2 separate regions of the Gossypium hirsutum genome follow, and region 2 is linked to region 1. The links are chromatin contacts, called in public Hi-C maps. All regions are on one chromosome and are shown on one strand. Each heading gives the region's core, a stretch centred on a gene start, on an enhancer-like site or on the middle of the called end of the contact. The rest is flanking DNA. Distances are from core to core; before and after follow the strand shown. Region 1 holds the start of LOC107948552 (2-oxoglutarate-dependent dioxygenase DAO). Region 2 holds the start of LOC107948045 (60S ribosomal protein L27-3).

Region 1 (4,342 bases), core at 607-3,106:
CACAAGTCACTATCTGATTATTCAATTAGTCGCGTCAGTCTTTTTTTTTTATCAGAAGGAGCAAAATACAAAGTCATGATACATTTACCTCTTGCCACATCTTAGAGATTTTAAGGCCAATCTGAATTTTAGGTCCAATTTCTCCGCAAAAATGCAAATCCGGAGGTTCAGGCAACCCGTTTTGCAATGGAATATACAGTCATTATATGTTGGAAATGAGTATGGACTATTTTTACTTTTTACTTCATTTCTAGGGAAATTCAAATTCATGCTTTATTCATCAAACAAAGGGTAGAAGGGGAGGACTTTCATTACATTGCAATATGCTTTACACAATCTTTCTTTAAGATCAGGTACGTACAAGTGCAAGAGCCTCACCAGCTTGCAATTTCGTCGACAGCCGCAGCTTCCTGTACTCCTCGTACGTGAACGAGTTGTAAAGTCGCGGGTGGTCCGAATCCACCAGTTCCGGTGGCGGATCCACCGCTTCCTCTTCCGGTCCCAAGAGGAACGTGGCGATCGACACTCTAGTTTTCGCCTCCTTGCATTGCACTCTGTGCTTCACCGTGTGTAACCTTCCATTGCTCCATACCTGAATCAGAATCAACAAGATTACGACACGAGAATACACGAACTGCCACATCTAAAGAAAGGGATGATTAGCTCACCGTGGCCATATCCCCAAGATTGACAAGGAGGCTGCCAGGCAAGGGATCAACAGCTACAAATTCACCAGATTTGTCCATCACTTCAAGTCCACCAACATTCTCATCGTCTTGAAGTATTGTTAAGAAGCCAGAATCAGTGTGTAATTGGACCCCAGCCGAGCCTACAGATTGAGGGGTGAAATGGTACTTATTTATCCTAAATTGGCAAGGCCATTCCTTGCAGTAATCACCCTTCAATCCCATACTCTCTGCTATTTTTCCACCTATATCCATGATTACCTCATGTATTGCTTTAGCATACTTCTCTACTGCGTCTCTGGGTCAATATAAATCAAACCGAATTTCATTTGAACATGTCGAATCATATGAACTTCAAATTGGGTATTCAAAATCTAAAATCGAACAAGAACAATCCCATGTAGACAAAATCAAAAGGAGGGGGGGGGCAGACCTTTGTGAAGGAGAGGCATCCAACTGAGAGCAGAAGGTATGAATAGCCTGGGAGGAGGCCATATCATAGAGACCCAATGCTTCATAAAGAGGGTTTTTAGGACTGGGAGCCCAATAACCACTGCCGGCAATGACATCGACGTTGTTTTGCTTGATTTGGATGGGGAGGTCAAGCAATGATCTCACAACTTTCTTCATTTCCTGCATCAATTCAAAAGGGATGTTGTGGTTGACTACCCTGAAACAACCCCATTCTTCAGATGATCGCCTTAGTTTCTCATACTGTGCTGGAAAATCTGAAAGATCAATGGTTGGAATACTCTGGGTTTTATCCATTTTTTTTTTCACTCACTTTCCTCTGCTTATTTCAATTCTTCATATGGGAACTGATAATAGCTTTTATATATTATAAGGGTTATTAAGTATTGTTGAGCCTTGGTTAATGCTGAAAGTGGGGGATTGAGCTAGCAGCAACGGGACAGCTTTTAGCTTCTTCTTCCGACAAAGTGAGGCAATTTACCAAGAAAAAACAAGGAAATCCACGACATTGTGTTTGGATTGAAAGCAATGGCAAATTGGCAATGGTATACAAAGATGGAGATGAGTCCAAAAAGAAGAAAGAAAATAATAATAATAATAATGGGTGTAAGTGCATGATCCAAAACCCAATCATGTTTTTCACGTTTCCATTTTCTGGTAAGATATTTTGCCAAACCAATACGCAACTCAAAGATAAGAGTTATGTTTCAACAAAAGCCGTGTTTATCGGTATATAAGAAAGAAAAAAAAAATTCAAACATCCAATTAAGTGCCAGCCAGCAAACTGTTCTTTTTAAGAAATCAAATTCAACTTATAATTTTTTTAATATAATATTTAAAATTACTAATAATTCATTCTAAATTTTAAGTAGAAGAATAATATATTTTAATACACTTGAACTCAAGTCCTTTTACTTAAGTAATAATGTTGATGTCAACTAAATTAAAGCTTAAAACTATTTAGTAATATTTTTTAAAAGTACTAAAAAAACACTTTTAAATAAAAGCTAAAATTTTTTGTCAAAAAATATTTTTTCAAAGAATTTTTTTTTGTCTTTTTACTTAAAAGTGTTTTTTTGTTCCAAATATGCTTCTAATAATGCTAAACTGACTTTTAGTTTAACATTACTTCTCAAAAGTGTTTAGGGGTCAAAAGTGTTTTTGTCAAAACAATATTAAACAGATAACTTCCAACATCGAAAGTGTTTTTGAAAAATACTTTTGAATTTTTTTTAACTTTTGCTTTTGGCAAAAGTATTTTTAAAAATAAAAGATAATTTTAACTATTATAAAATATTTTATATAATATTTATATATATAATTACCTTACTATTGAAATTTATTTTAAATATATAATATTATATATTTAAATTTTTATTGATTATATTTTAAATGTTAAAATATAATTTATATATTCAAATTAAATTTTATAAAAAATTAGTATTAATTGTTTAAAAAATATTTAAAATTTATATTTTATATATTAAAATATTAAAAAATTATTTTTATATTCTTACTAAACTATCATAATATTAACTAAAAATACATATTTGTTACATTATTATCACCATGTCTAAAATAAACATTTTATTTTTCAAGAGTAATTTTTAAAATTATTTTTTCACAACACTTTTTAACTATCCTAAGACTCAATAGACAGCATACAACATTTATTATAAAAAATCTAGCAATTCATACTAATAGGTGATCAAATTAATCAAACTATCCATTTCTAATCTAATCAAATTTTCTAATTTAATTAAATAATTTATAAAAAAATAATCATCGATTTAACCACTAATTTAACCAATAATCTGTTCATACCCTTCATAAATCATCATTCTGTTCAACCCTTACTCCAAATTATAGCCCGATCAGTCCGGTGTTGTTCTAAAAAGAGTGCCCTAACCTCGAAGCACTCGGGAGACGTTAATATTGAACCACCCAAACTCTATTTCAAACTATAATACTGAAACATAACTCAAATCCACCGCTAGAATGATATAAATACAATCTCAACACAAAATACCATGAAAAAAGTACGAACAAATACCCAAAGCCAATTCTCAACACGAGATTTAAAAACCAGTTTTCTGGCATTCATTCTACAAGATACAAGTTCCATGCTAAACACAACAAAATTAAGCAAATTCTAGCTTCCTTTTCTGTATGTATAGAACAGTGAGAATACACTTCAATGGTGCCTACCTCTACCTGGCTTCAATTCTTCTTTAGGTCAGATGAGCAAAAAATTGTGGGAAAGACGAAAACAGGTTGATCTTCTAGAAAGGCTAATGCAATCGTATCAAAGATAATTAAGCTGCTTTCTGACGAACAAACCGCTGTAAACTTTTCGGCATTTCAGTTTCCGGATTGGTTTTCTGCTTCTTTCTAGACCTTTCATGTTCCTGTATTTGCTGTTCCAAGAACGGTTTCTTGGCTCTTTCAATCATCTCTTGTCTCTTCTTTGCTCTCTTACTCGGCTTGTTCCTTCCCTTTGTTTTCTTTTTAAAGTCGGTATCCTTTGCAGTTTCAATGGCAGCTTCCATTTCAGCTTCTATCTCCTTCTTCGTTGGCTTCTCTTTCTTTTGTGGTGCTCTCACTGTACCAACCTTGGTTGGGTCCAACATTATTGTTTCGGGTGGAAGCTTGTCGAGCAGAGAGTGCACTTCCTTCTCTCGCCTCTGTTTAGATGTTTCGAATGGGTTTGCCACCCAAGAATCAAAGTTGGGTTCCCCGGATCCTGGAATAAGAATACTAGACCAACCCATGGAGTGTCCTATCCCCAAAACATCTTCATACGGTCGAAACAAAACTTTCCCTACCTGGTAACCTTTAGCCATAGAATGAGTCATATAACTATTATAATTCTGAGATCCAGAAAAATCAGCTAAAATTTTTATAAATGATCCAGTTCCGGCAGCAAGCAAGCCTTTCTGACTGAAATTCAAGGTCTTTGCATGACCTGGCATTGTTTGAATAACCTCAAACTTCCTCAAGTCCCAAATCTTGATTTTATTTTCTTTACCAGATGTAGCCATGAGATGCCCATTTGGATGGAACGCCAATGATGAGACAGGTCCAGGATGGCATAGCATCTTTACAAGTGGGACAGAACTGGTGGGCTTCCACATGGTTACTGTACCACTAGAATGACCCAATGCAACAACTCCGTTAAATGGATT
Region 2 (4,342 bases), core at 726-3,225, 540 kb before region 1:
AGAAACTTAATAAAAAAGTTATAATTGGCGTGAGATGGCAGAAAAGTATCATTTCTCCCTTTATTTATAATTTTTATAATGTAACTACAAATAGATGTGAAGCCCTAGGCAAATCATTGCTAATCCAAACCTATATAACGTGTAAAATTAAATAATTGCCGTCTAGTCCAAAAAAGATGAATCAAATGTACAACATAAAACACAAAATTGATAATGGTGGAAACCGACTAACTGGTAGGAAAGGTGGCTTGTTCACCCCCTTAAAAGGCACAGAACCATCGACGGTAGCAGGACAGTTGCAAATGTTATAGGGAAGGAGAGCAAGTTGAAAGGTAGAGGATATATTGGAATGGAATGGCCCCTTGTTAAAAGAATGAGAGGACTTACATACAAAAGATACAGGAGATGTCATGTTCAAAGTTTTACTGATGACAAGGTCACATCTTGTTGCCCCTTTATACAGGGTGCAACATGACCACGTGGATCGAAAATGAGACATTCTAAGGCAGCTTAGCAATCAAGGAGCGTGAGGCCAAGTACTCTTGACGAAGGTAGTCCATAAGCGGCATTGTGTTCAAGGGGTGACATGTGGAGCCATTTCCGGAGGTGGTATAACAAAAATGAACACTACTTTAAACCCAAAGGAACAATGCAGGGTAACAAAATCCAAGTAGGTCAGATTTTGAAAACTAGAAATGTAAAACACTGCTTTTTAGAATATTGCCTACTATTTGCTTGACTTTCATGAACTTTCCTCTAAGTGGTGGTTGTGTAACGAGTGCATAATGTTCACTGCAACGCTCGTTATACGAGTAAACTATAGGTAACAAACAACCTCTGTCCACTGGATTTGCACATCAAGCCCTCCCATATGGATTATGATTCCAATTTCAATAAGCCCCACTCCGCTACCTCAAGCTTCCGATAACCAAACACAAGAACATGTTGCTCACTTCAACTAAGAATCAAATAGTTTGTATAATGGATAAACCCTAAACTAAAAGCTTAATCTCCCGATCAATGCAGATTTACAGAAACAGCGATAACCATGAAAAGCCACATCCAAGCATATTCAAAATGCAGTAAAGCATACCCATTTCTTGGGTTAGCTAAAACATTCAAAAATCCAAAAATAAATCAGTGACAGTGATGACATTATAATAGGTTCAAACATTAAAAGATTCAATTCTCAACCTCCATTGACCTACAGATCTACGTTAAGACAAAATGATAAATCATAAAGGACAAAAAATAGTTCAAAAGCTTAAATTTCTTATAGAAATGAGCAAATCACGTTCCATAATATAACAAAAATAATAACCCAGAAATATCTTATCCAAACAGATTCAAAACCCGTCATTAAATTCAAAATTGTTCGATAAAACTACATAAGCATAAAACATGTTCCAATAAAACACTTAAAACCTGAGCTTAGTAAAGAACCACCTGTTTTTCCCAGTCTTGAACCTCTCTTCAAACCTCTCCTTAGTTGCCTTACAAGCGGCCACTTTCTTGTCCTTGGTCTGGAGAGCATCGACGGTAACCACGTCTTTCAAGTCCACATCGAGGGTGTAGCGCGTGGGCATCAGGTGCTGGTAATTGACGAGCTTGATGAAGCACTTGACGCGTGACTTCTTGGCGGTTTTCTTCGCGGAGTCCTTGCGGATAACCTTGCTTGGATACTTCTTTATCCCTGCAACCAAACAATGGCCATAGGCGCGGTCACGTGTGCCATCGTCGAAAGATCTGACAATGACGGCTTTGCGGCCAGCGTATCGGCCCTGGAGGACGATAACTGCCTTGTTTGGTTTAAGAAACTTCACCATGGCGACGGCGGCAGCTGCGGCTCTGATTCTCTTCTCCCAAAAACCCTAAGTAAAGAAACAAGGAAAAAGGGAAATGAGGTAATATATACTGCGAGTTGAGTGAAACCCTATAGGTTTCGGAATCTTGGTGGGCTGGGCTTACATTTATGAACTCCCTAGCTATACTAAGAATCATAGGTTTATTTTATTTGGATTAGATTTTGGGGCCTTAATTTTCCGGTCAGAGTGATGGGTCTATTTAGGTCCAATAATTTCGCATGCATTTTGTATGCAAATAAATATAAAAGAAGGTTATATAACATCGATTTTTAAATTAAAATTTTTAAATAATTTAATGACTATTTTATAATTTTTTGAAGTTAAGTGATCAAAACGTAAATTTATTAATAATTTAGTAACTTTCAATTTAGTTTACTTTAAATATTTATATATTAGTAATTTGTGTTTTATGATATGATTCGTTCATGTGTTTTTATAGGATTTTTTTATTTGAATAGTATGAAAACGATACTCAAAATAGTATAAGTTCAAGATTATTTATTAAAATAAAATGAAAACTACAATGAAGGTGAAAGTTGCACAAGCTACATGATTTTATCCAAAATACGAAACTTAAATATGTGCATGGATCTCGAGTTATAATGTACGGTTGTTTTTTATAGGTTTTAGTTCAAGTAGTCTAACTCATTGATTTTAGTTTAAATTGTATCAATTTTTAATATAATCATAATTTTTAGTATAATCATTATTATCACTAAGTATGCATATAAGCACTAGTTTAGAACATAATTTATTTGAATTTTAATTATTAATGCCATGTCAGATTATAACTTGCGAAATAAGTTAATTTAAAATTTCAATTACTTCATAAATATTTTATATATAAGTTAGTGAATTTTTTTTGAAAGAATATAAGTTATGATTAAAAATTAATACAAGGATTTAGTCAAACATATAATATGAATATGTTATGTGTGATTTTTTTTCCATTTGTAAAAAAATGTTATTAAATTTGTAAATATTATAGTTATATGAAATAATTAGATTATAAGACACAATTAAAGCTATTAAACAACAAACTTAACCATATGGTGTAATTTACGACATAAAACTTTATGCGACTTACATACATATGATATGATAATATCCAAAATTAGTTTTGTGAATACTATAAGTTCCCCGCAATTTTGAAAGATCATTTAATTTGTATGGTATATCATACAACTATAATTTTGTGGGACTAAGTTTTTGTTTAAGTCCAATTTAAATAAAAATTTTAAAATTTAGATTCAATCCGTATTAAATTTTTTAAATTTTATTTTTTATATAATTTTAAAAAAAAATAAAATACACTAAATAGACTAAAAACATTAAAAATAAATATTTCACGATAAATTGAAAATAAATTTTTAAAAAAATCTTTATACTTAAATAACACTAAGATAAGTTCAACTTAACAAGAAAATGTATCTAAAATAGCCGCAAAATTAACAATAAAACAAGTGTTATATAATATTCAAACATTAACAACAAAATAGTAGCAATATAATAATGAAATGGTAGCAAAATAGTGACAAAAAAGTCGCAAAACAACAACAAAACATGGAAAAATTTCAGGTTTTTTTTATTGAAAAATCGAGTCAGGCCAGGCTTGGACAGAAAATCTGACTCGGGGCTCGGCCCGTTTTCTAAATCGGCTTTATTTTTTTACGCAAACCCATTTTTCGAGTCTATACTTTTATTTAAACCCTCTCATTTTTCGAGCGAACTTTTGAACCGAACTAAACAACTCTACATACAAGATAAAATTTCATGTGACGTATATGCATATAAATTATAATATGGTCACTAATTAATTAAATTAGTTTGCATTTAAAAACTCAAATAAAATATATGATGAGACATTATAAATATAGGATTTTATTTAATTAAATCTTCACCATTGTGTTTCTAGCGAAAGTGAGATATTGGTCAATGATCGCAAGTGTTTGGATATGTTTGAAGATATCTTGCATGTGCTTAGGGATTATCCTGCTACCAAAGAAGTTTGGATATGTCTTGTGCTGAACAATAAGCAAGTTGGTTTTTTTTTTCTAGTAATCTACTTGATTGGATGGAACCCAATTTATGTAGTACTTTGAGGATGCTAAGTATGAGAATCACTTGGGCTAGCCTTTTTGGTTTAATTGTCTAGCGCATATGGAAAAACAAAAATCTTTTTGTGTTTCAAGAATTATCTTAGACTCATTCTGAAACTATTAGATCATCTATTAGTTGGGCTAAGCAGTTTGATTTAGCTCACAAGAAATGATCATCAAGACAACATTTTACTGATCTCAATCTACCTTTATTAGATAATTGGATTTTCTTATATACTGATGGTGTTGTTAAGTCAGATGCAGGTTTCACTACTGCTGGGGGTGTATGCACAAATAGAATGGAGATTGGATATTAGGTTTCAATCATTATTTGGGAGAATGTTCAGTCTTTGATGCTAAGCTTTGGGGTGCCATGGA

Evidence for each region. Hi-C and Micro-C count contacts between places; a contact is called where the count stands out from the background.
Region 2: a Hi-C map of leaf shows a contact between it and region 1, with 2.7 times the contacts expected there. The contact joins the promoter of LOC107948045 here to the promoter of LOC107948552 in region 1. A contact is called at or near these places in 8 of 34 Hi-C or Micro-C datasets (callus, hypocotyl, leaf and 1 more).

What each region holds. Positions count from the first base shown.
Region 1 is chrA07:85,042,582-85,046,923 of Gossypium_hirsutum_v2.1, reverse strand. LOC107948552 (2-oxoglutarate-dependent dioxygenase DAO) reads right to left here and starts at 1,856. Exons shown (of 3, transcript XM_016883139.2): 1 at 1,120-1,856; 2 at 669-984; 3 at 248-592. The coding sequence starts at 1,454. The coding sequence ends at 350. It overlaps LOC107948551 (probable U3 small nucleolar RNA-associated protein 7), which reads right to left. Exons shown (of 7, transcript XM_016883138.2): 7 at 3,135-4,342. The coding sequence ends at 3,473.
Region 2 is chrA07:85,582,643-85,586,984 of Gossypium_hirsutum_v2.1, reverse strand. LOC107948045 (60S ribosomal protein L27-3) reads right to left here and starts at 1,975. Exons shown (of 1, transcript XM_016882524.2): 1 at 1,253-1,975. The coding sequence starts at 1,826. The coding sequence ends at 1,419.